Linked DNA regions of Mus musculus: region 1 is linked to region 2. The links are chromatin contacts, called in public ChIA-PET maps. All regions are on one chromosome and are shown on one strand. Each heading gives the region's core, a stretch centred on a gene start, on an enhancer-like site or on the middle of the called end of the contact. The rest is flanking DNA. Distances are from core to core; before and after follow the strand shown.

Region 1 (5,091 bases), core at 1,467-3,966, 980 kb after region 2:
CAAGGGGCCTGGGGCTTTTAGGTTAAGAGCTCTGGCCTAAAAGCCACTAGTGACTCTTCCCTCTAAATTCTGGAGACCAGAAATCTGAACTGAAGTCAGATTGTCAGGGTTGGCTTCTCCTGAAAGCATGGGAAAACCAGGCCTCCCTTCCAGTGTCTGGAGGAGTCCTCTTAGCTGGCAGTCACATCACTGCAAATGCTGGCCCTGTGGTCATATGGCCAGCTCTTCTCTGGTTCTCCTTAAACATTTTCTCTTAGCAATCCAACTCAGAGCCCGCGTTAACGCCAGCTGGCTCCATTCAGAGGTTTGTAACTTGACTGCTCTGTAAGGACCCTTTCCTCCAAATGATCCTGGTCACAGATGCGAGAGGTCCTGACTCCCACATATTTGGGGGAACACTGAACCTACCCTAGTGGGTTGGAGTTGAAGGTCCCTGGCTGAGTGGTGGGCACCCCTTTTGCATCAAAATGCCTCCTCAGAATGAGCAGATCGTTGTCCATAGGGACTGTAGTAGCCTATACATGCTTGCAAGAGAAAGGTCCTCAGACACAGACAAAGGTCACCTAGTGTTTTGGGTTCCCAGTCAAGAGCAGTTATGGTTAGTCAGTGGATTAGCAAGGAAATGTCACAAGCACAGGCAGCCCCTGGGCTGGGCTTTGGAGAGAGGCTGGCATTTATATAGAAAGAAATGGGAGAAGAGATGAGACCCAATAAAAGACACACACACACACACACACACACACACACACACACACACACACACACACACATACACACACACTGTCCCCCACCCCACCTCATCCCCTGCATGTTACAGTTTTTCAACCTTGGAGTAATAAAGTTTTAACTTTTTTTCCTTCTTTATCATTGTGATACTTATATGTAACAAATTGGCCAGATAGAAAATGTGTAGATCAGAGAACCACCTGCCTCCACCTCTTGAGCTCTGAGACTAAAGACGTGGGCCACCACTGCCTAGCTAGAGAATTTTTTGGGGGGGTTGGTTGTTTTAAGATTTATGTATTGTATGTACACAAGTGTTTTGTCTGCACGCATGCCTGTACACCAGGAGGTGACACATGCATAATCTAAAAAGGAGGGCGGATCTCTGAGGTCGATGCCAGCCTGGTCTACAGAGTGAGTTTGAGGACAGGCAGGGCTACACAGGGAAACAAACAAAAAAATGAAACTTTATGTCTGCCTGTCTCTCTCTCTCTCTCTCTCTCTCTCTCTCTCTCTCTCTCTCTCTCTCTCTCTCTCTCGTGTGTGTGTGTGTGTGTGTGTGTGTGTGTGTGTGTGTGTGTGTGTGTGTACCTGTGGAGGCCAGAACAGGACACTGGATTCCTTGCAGCCGTAGTTAAGGTATCTGTGAGCGGAGCTCACACAGGGAACATTGGTCAGAGTGTACAGTCACATGGCAGCATCATCAAAAGTTCAGAGTCTTTCTCTGTAAAAGTTCCCTAGGACTTGTTGGAATTTGATCCCTGTCTAGGGTTCCACTCTAGGTAGGCACTGACCCTGTAGAGTTTGTGTTTGTTTTGATTTTCCCTTTTTCCTTGATGGACTTATTTTGAAGTCAGTCCTTTTAAATTGTGGAGTATTACTGATACCACAATGTGGAGAACTTTCATTTTCTCCTGTTCTACGTGATATATCCCTGCAGTGACCCTTTTTTCCCTGTTCTGGAATTTAAAATAAACTTTTAAAAATTTTTCTGTGTTAATTTCCTGTTTTCATAATAAAATGCCTGTAGCTGGGAGACATGAATCTTTCTTAGCTCACGTTTTTGGGGAGCTCATAGGAAGACAATCACTGTGTGTGTGTGTGTGTGTGGCTGTTCTGCCTGCATGTATGCTTGTGTACCATGTGCATGCAGTGTTCTCAGAGTCTAGAAGAGAGCCTAGATCTCCTGGAGCTGAATACAGAATATATACAGAATATTATGAGTCTCCCAGGTGAGTGCCACAAACCAAACCCTGGTCCTCTGGAAGAGAAGCCAGTGCTCTTGACTACTGAGCCATGCCCTCAGTGCATAGCTATGATCCACATTTATTAGTAAAATAATCGACCAAAAATATTCTCAAAAATAATGACCACCTTTAGGTGAAGGTGAAAACCAGCTGGCTGTAAATACGGGGAGTGCTTGCTTCCACCTCTCTCACAATTTTCCTGAAATTTTGCAAATAGATAGAAATGGGCTAAAAACTCAAATACAAAGTATTTAGTATTAATATTAGTACTAGTATGCATAGCAAAGTGCCCACCACGCTGTATTTTTTATCCTAATGTGGATGTAATGAAATAGCAATAGAGATACTGCAGTACAAATTTTCTCCAAGGAGAGCACCAGATCAAAACGGTGTTGAGCCACGCACTTGCGGGGACTAGTTCCTTTGCTCTTTGGCGGAAGCTGGATGGTTAACATACAATTCAATCAGGAAACCGACGCCTGCTGGTTTGTTTGGTTTTTTGTTTGGTTTGTTTACTTAATTTGAGATAGGATCTCACTTTGTAGACTTGGCTGACCTATCCTAAATGCTGGGGTCAAAGCCGGGGACAGTGTCTCCCAACTGAATCGTCAAGACAACCTGTGTAGAGTCCAAGATCTGGCTGAAGAGCCCCCAGACCTTTGTTTTGGGACAAACCCGGCTTTCTAATGTGCCGCGCGGTACTACCTCGGCCAGGCCACCAGGGGGAGACTGCCTATTCTCTTCCAGGTCAGGAGTCCTTTAAGGCTTTTCCATTAAGCTATCCAGGGACTCTGGTTATCTCTGAAGAGCCTTTGGTAGTCACTGAAGGGCCCCCGAGGGTAGACAAAGCCTCAGTAGCTGGTGGCCTTCTGGGTATCCTTGCACTGCTGAGAGCTGGATTAGACTGTCTTGCGCTGTGATCAGCCACACAGCTCACAGACCTCCGTGCAGGAAGTGGTTGGAAGCGCAGACAGCTGCGACACCCGAGTCACCAGAGCCCTAAACCTGAAGAGAAACTGAAAGGAAGGGGCGAGAGATCCAGGAAGGAAACAAGCTGACCACCAGAAATGAATGACCAGCTTACAGCACAACCCTGACTCTCTTAAATGGCCACACCCTCAGACACTAAAGATGGTCCACAACCTAAAGGCTTTCATTGGATGCTCTGTGGAGACTTGTCCAATCACAAGAGCCCAGGAAGTCACCTCATTTGCATATTACAGAATTCCATAAGCTTGACTTCTGCTATTTTTATTTCAAGGCACTGCTCCCTCAGAAATCCTTGTTTCTCCTGGCTGATGACAGATGATCTTTCTTCTTTGCCAGAACACAGAGCTGTCCACAAGGAGGTGGTGCCTCACCCTCATGACACCTACTAATGCGATTTAGGAGTGCATATTCCAGCCTCACAGGGCAGAGTGTGTAGACCCATGTTTAGGAAATAGAGCAGGCCTTTGGAAAGGATGGAAGGCATGACCCTTTATGATTAAGCATGGTGTTGACCTCGAGTCTCTAATCAGAGACCATCATACACTACACCCGTGGAACCTCTTCCTGTAAGCAGTAAATGGAGACTGACTCTCCCTCCCTACCCTTCCCCCTCCCCCCTCCCCCCAACCCCTCTCAGAATCCAGGGCAGCACAGCCCGAGGTTTGCTCATGTCCTTTAGGATTGCCGGTGGGAGCTATGCTTTGCCTGCACCAACTCCTCCAGCTAGCTCTTCTTGGCTCTGAGAATCCAAGAACTGCAGAACCAGGACAAGCTGGCCTCTAACTTGCCCCATCCTTTTTACTGACCCACCTGACCCAGCAGCGAGTTGAGCACAGGTCACCAGATACCTGGTTAGTAAGGTAGTCCGCTCAGCAGGTCTGGTATAGGAGGGGGCCTGGGCAAGTTATGGGATGAGGGGTTTGACAGAAGGCTGGGTGCATTGACCAGCCTGCAGAGCTGTTCAGTCTGAGGCCAGGGGACAGAATTCAGAAAACCCTAGTCATCAGAATACAACCCTTACATTTATGAAAGGAACCACAGGGACTCAGAAGCTGCCCGTCAAAAGAAAGAAAGAAAAAAAAAAATACTTGTCCTGTCCCGCCCCAAAATAAAATCTTGCTAAAACCAGACTATATGTTTTGTGAGTTCAGTCCTGGCAGGCTTGCGTGCTGTATCAATGGCAGGGCTGCATCGGTGGCTGCTCTCCTTCTAAAATCTTATCAGTCCTTAGCCTTGTTTGTCTCCTAAAAATTCCTTAACAGCACATTCCTTTTCATGACAGTTTAACAGAGAATCTTTGTTTCAACTCAGTTATCCATCTCCAAATTAAAATTCTCATATGGAAATAAAGCACCTCAGGTGGGCAGCCAGAGCCACAGACCTTGTGGACGCCTCCCTTTCCTGGGAATTTTAGCAGACTTCTGGTTAGCTGGGAGCCTTTGCTGGAGAAAACTAGGTGGGTGTGTGAAGTGGCCTTTGAACTGACCTGCCTGGAGACAGCTGTAGCCAGCTCCCTTAACCACGAGGTGACTGGGGTGAAGCCAGAGCCACATCCAGTTTTCACTAAGGAAGAAATGCCATAGGCTACACCCCGAGTCTCTCAATAAGTCCCAAAGGGGAGTTAAGAATTTCACCCACAGTCTGCAGGGGAGGTGCTGCCAGAGAGCCTCTGGATCATCAAGGCCCGACTAAATGACTTGCATGTTAGAATACAGTCAGCATGCTCATAGGTTCCACCTCTATAGATTCAGTTAGAGACCAAAAATAACGGGGGGGGGGGGGGAACAACCAACTAACCCAAACAACCCCCTCATCTAGAATGTATTTTATACTGTTGACCTCATCATTTTCCTCAAACCTAGTATACAAAATTTGTAATATAAAACTAGTCCATAGTGCTAATTATATTAGACATTAGAAGCAACCTAGAGGATTTGTCAAGCACCAGATGTCTGTCCATGGGTTATAGACAAGGACCTGTGCACATAAGGACTTTGGTACCAGAGTACTAGGACCAGCTGGCAATGCGCAGGAACTGAGTACCTGCAGTTCTTTATCCAGCAGCTAGCTGTATTGGCCTGTTATCTAGCACGCACACTTGTAAGTTTCCCACGAACTGTTCCCAACATGG
Region 2 (4,976 bases), core at 1,236-3,735:
TGGCGGGCTAGAGAGAGTCAGCAGTCAGTACTCTTAACTGCTGAGTCATCTCTCCAGCCCCTGGTTGATTTTTTTTGTTTTTTGTTTTTTTTTTTTTATTGAGGCAGGATCTTGCTACTTAGCTATTAAGTTCCAAACCAGGCTACTTTTACGTAAGGCAATCCTCCTGCCTCACCTCTCAGATGCTGAAATATAAGTATAACGCATATCCTGGCTGTGTCCTGATTTTATTTTATTTTATTTTATTTTATTTTATTTTATTTTATTTTATTTTATTTTATTTTATTTTATTTTTTTGAGGATTTCTCTGTGTATCCCTGGCTGTCCTGTGTCTTAGTTAGGATTTTACTGCTGTGAACAGACACCATGACCAAGGCAACTCTTATAAGGACAACATTTAACTGGGGGCTGGCTTACAGGTTCAGAGGTTCAGTCCATTATCATCAAGGCAAGAACATGGCAGCATCCAGATAGGCATGGTGCAGGAGGAGCAGAGAGTTCTACATCCTTACCTGAAGGCTGCTAACAGAATACTGACTTTCAGGCAGCTAAAATGAGGGTCTTATAGCCCACACTCACAATGACAAGCCCACTCCAACAAGAACACACCTACTCCAGCAGGGCCACACCTTCTAATAGTGCCACTCCCTGGGCTGAGCACATACAAACCATCACATCCCGTAACTCCCTCTGTGGACCACACTGGTCTCAAGCTCACAGAGATCCACTTGGCCTCTTCCTCCCAAGTGCTGGGATTTAAGAGGTGTATCACCACTGTCCAGCATTTTTTTTTAATTTCTCATTTATATATTTTTAAAGAAAACTTGGAGTTTATTAAAATATTTACAAATTTTAGATTCTTATTACAGGTGTAAGCCGGTAGTTTATTTCTTTTTTAGTTGTTGTCAACTTGACACACGTTAGAATCATGTGGGAGGAGAAGTGAGAGACTGCTTCTGTAAGATTGGCTTCTAGACAAGTCCGTCTGCCATTTTCTTACTTAATGATTGATGTGGGAGGGCCCCACCCACTGTGCTAATGCCAACCCTGGGCAGCTGTTCCTGGGTCATATAAGAAAGCAGGCTTAGCAAGCCATGGGTGAGCAAGCCGGTAAGCAGCATTTCTCCATGACTTCTGCATCAGCTCCTGCCTCCAGGTTCCTGTCCTGAGTTCCTGCCCTGGCTTCCCTCAGTGGTAAAGAGTGACCTAAGAGTTGGAAGCTGAAATAAATCTTTCCTCCTTAAGTTGTGGTTTTATCACAGCATCAGAAGCCTAACTAAGGGGTGGGAGCTAAGAAGAGAGTATAAATACATAGTGCTGGAGTGTAAGTGTGAGAGAAGAGTCAGAAGTGGGCAGTGGTGGCACATGACTTTTATCCTAGCACTCAGGAAGCAGAGGCAGAAGGATCGCTTTATCCCTATAAGTTCTAGACTGGTCTGGTCTACGTAGCGGGCTGGAGGACAGCCAGGACTAGATAGAGTTCAGTTCTCTAAGCAGGGCAGCTCACAACCTGTAACCCCAAGGGATCTGACAGTCTCTTCTGGCCTCCTCAGTATGTGGCAGACACACACACACACACACACACACACACACACTCAGAGAGACAGACAGAGACAGACAGAGACAGAGAGACAGAGAGAGAGAGACAGAGTTAGAGAGAGAGAGTTAGAGTTAGTTCTGGGACAATTAGGGCTGCCAAGTGAGACCCTGTCTCAATGAAACAAAAACAGCCAGGCAGTGGTGGCACACACCTTTAATCCCAGCACTTGGGAGGCAGAGGCAGGTGTATTTCTGAGTTCGAGGCCAGCCTGGTCTACAGAGTGAGTTCCAGGACAGTCACCAGGACTACACAGAGAAACCCTGTCTCAAAAAAAAAAAAAACCCAAAAAGCAAAAACAAAAAACCAAAAGGCCATCTTGGCAAGCCTTGAAATATGTGCTTTATCATATATGACCAGTAGGTGGCGGCAAAGACAAGCAGATGAGCCAGCCTTTTTGACACCTAAATTTGTTTTTGCTTAGGTGAAAATTTATTCTTGCATTGTTTCCCTAAGCATTTATGCGACTAAACGTTAGGAAGCAGACAAGTGACAATAAACAATTATGTGTGTTCTCATCTCCTCTCTCCAAGTGTCATTGCTAGTTTATAAAGGAGGACACCAAGACTAGAAGTTGTCACTGCCTAAAGTCACAGCTTTAAAGTGTAATAGATGAGTTAAACATTTGGTGTGACCGGACAGAGTCTCCCAGTGTGGCCCATACTGGCCTCTAACCTGTGGCAAGCCTCCTACCTTTCCTGTGCTGGGTTTACAGCCTTGCTTCAACGCACCCCACAGAAATCTTGTGTTTGGCTTTCGCTCCTGGCTGGAGGAGAAAGCTGAGCAAGCGACAGGTTAAGTCAGGGGAGCAGGCTTCAGACTCCCTAGACTGCAACTTCTGTGGAGTGCACGGTGTGAAGCCTGTGGCAAGACATGATGTGAACTTCCTGCCACGAAGCAAGGCAGAGAGAAACCACTCGCCATTGGGGACTCCGGCTGTGTCATCTCCAGAACCAAGACTCCGACTTTAAAAGCTATCTTTGAAAGGTGTAAGAAAAGGAAGTGTAAAAAGAGGAAATAAAAAATGAAATTGAGATGGAAGTAGGGTAGGGGCGTGGCAGTGAAACAGGCCAGTAATGGCAATTCTCTGGAGGGAGTGTGTACGAATGTGGAGTTCAGCGTCACTCTTGGTAAAATGGGGAAGGGTCAGCAGCTTGAGATACACGAGACCCGTATAGAGACGTGCGGAAGGGGCCAGAGAAATAGCTCCGAGGCTACAAGAGGACCCTGGGAAAGCATAAGAAGGTGAATTCAGTTCCTGGCACCCACAGGGCTGCTCACTACCAACCGTATCTCCAGTTCCAGGGCACCGGGCACAGTCACAGTGCACATGCATACACGCAGATAAACAGCCATGCACATAAAAGACTACATAAATCTTAACAAAAATTTTAAAAGGTAGGCAATAAGAAAAAGCAACTTGCAGGGTAGGTGGCGCACACCTTTAAACTAAGCACTTGGGAGGCAGAAGCAGGCAGATTTCTGAGTTCAGGGCCAGCCTGGTCTACAGAGTGAGTTCCAGGACAGCCAGGGCTACACAGAGAAACCCTGTCTCAATAAAAAAAGAAGAAAAAAAATCTGAAAAGAAAATGGTAAGTAAGATCATTGAGATTAAAGAAGAGAATAAACAAGGGCTAGGACTGCAAGCATGAGCGGCTTCCACCTGGCTGGAGCTGTCAATCAAATGAAGCTTGGCTGCACCTCTGCAAGTGAGCACTCAAAGCCAAGCAGAGAAAGGAGGACTCGTGCTGCCCTGCCTCCTGTTGGGGTATACATGCTGAGCAGGTCTCCATGTTGGAGGTCCTGGTGTGCAGGCCCCATGACCACAGCCAGAGCAGATGCCCTCCCCCCAAGTTGCTTTAGGCTTTCACCAACGTGTGAGAAGTATAGATGTTTTGAGAAAAAGCTGGTAGGGGAGGATAGGTGGAGCCCAACAGGAGAGCGTGTGAAGTCTCCTTGTACAAGAGTGGGGGATTTCCAGACCAGAAGCTATTCCTAGAAATGAGGCCACCACACACCTGACACTGAGTGATGTCAGAGCTCCCAGCGGCACCCACTCAGGCATGAGCTATGCTTTCCCATTCTACAGATAAGGAAACTGGAGACCAGAGAGGTAATTACCAATGTGTAGGAAGTGGCAGATGGGTGTGGTGGCTCAAGCCTGTCACACCAGCACTTGGAGGATGGAGCCTACATAGTATGTTCCAGGCTAGCTAGGTCTACATAGCAAGACCCTCTCTTACAAAAACAATGGCTGGAGATATAGCTCAATTGACAGCGTGCCTGCCTAGCATCTAGAAGGCCCTGGGTTCTATTCCAGCATCACATAACATGAACGAGGTATGGTAGCCTGCACCTATAATCCCCAGCACTCCAGAGGCAGAAGCAGGCAAAACTTTCTACATAATAAATTCCTAATGTCAGATGGCGGCGGCACATACCTTTAATCTTAGCACTTGGGAGGCAGAAACTGGCAGATGTCTCTGAGTTTGAGGCCAGCCTGATCTACAGAGCCAGTTCAGGACAGCAAAGGAAAGACCCTATCTCAAAAAGATTTTTTTTTAATGAATAAACTAACCAATTAATTCCAGGACAGCCAGAGACAACATAGTGAATTCAAGGCCAGCCTGGGCCTTGACCCTGTCTCGAAAGAAAAGGGAGAGAAGATGCATGGGGGTAGGGAGAGAAGATAAAGTTATGGGTAGCCCTGCAGTGGTGGCACATTCCTTTAATCCCAGCACTCTGGAGGCAGGGGCAGGCAAATTTCTGAGTTCAAGGCCAGCCTGGTCTACAGAATGAGTTCCAGGACAGCCAGGGCTATACAGAGAAACCCTGTCTCAAAAAATAATAAAATAAAAATAAAAGTTATGGGTAGTGCTGAGTTTCCCCATTCCCCAGTCAGGAAGTCTAGCTCGCTGGCCCCGGGGGGCTCCTCTATTCCTTCTGGGGGGATTCAAACATTCCAAGTAGACGTCAAAGACCCCTGAAGCAGCATCCACACCCCGTCATTTCCTGGAGCTGTTGTCCCTCCTCAGCGTACAGTCCTGTGACTGAAACCAGCTGCAGGTTCTCACCTACTCTGACCCTCGCTGACAGGGGCCTCTGACTTTTGAATGTGTGAACAAGTCCAGGTGGCCTTCTGTTCAGACCTTGCAGGGCCCAGTCGGTTGTGTGTGGAAGCATGTGGGGTCCAGAGGGTACAAACATGGTGTCTCAATACATCTGCTGTGAAGCCAGGAACCAGGGACATCTAGGTATCAAAGATGGTCAGAATGGTTTCTGGACCCAGCCTCCTTCCTTTAAGAGAACCAATTGGGGCTGGAGAGGTGGCTCAGAGATTGAGAGCACTGGTTGTTCTTCCAGAGAACAGAGGTTCAGT

Evidence for each region. ChIA-PET counts read pairs in DNA pulled down with a chosen protein or histone mark.
Region 1: a contact with region 2 is called in an RNA polymerase II ChIA-PET map of memory CD8 T cells, with 7 read pairs. The contact joins two enhancer-like sites. A contact is called at or near these places in 3 of 39 promoter capture datasets (the 3T3-L1 cell line, hippocampal neurons and pre-B cells), 1 of 484 Hi-C or Micro-C datasets (pre-B cells) and 1 of 115 datasets of contacts at active chromatin or transcription factors (memory CD8 T cells).

The regions. Positions count from the first base shown.
Region 1 is chr11:58,925,440-58,930,530 of GRCm38.p6, forward strand. It overlaps Btnl10 (butyrophilin-like 10), which reads left to right. Exons shown (of 6, transcript NM_001363414.1): 6 at 1-1,169. Among named protein-coding and RNA genes, the nearest start is that of Btnl10, 10 kb to the left of the region's middle. Within about 2 kb of position 2,717, at least 232 of the 459 cell types and tissues checked have an H3K27ac peak or open chromatin away from gene starts, as enhancers often do. A contact at or near this core is called in memory CD8 T cells and pre-B cells, where this site is marked.
Region 2 is chr11:57,949,231-57,954,206 of GRCm38.p6, forward strand. It overlaps the pseudogene Gm12245. Among named protein-coding and RNA genes, the nearest start is that of Gm33078, 40 kb to the left of the region's middle. Within about 2 kb of position 2,486, at least 106 of the 459 cell types and tissues checked have an H3K27ac peak or open chromatin away from gene starts, as enhancers often do. A contact at or near this core is called in memory CD8 T cells and pre-B cells, where this site is marked.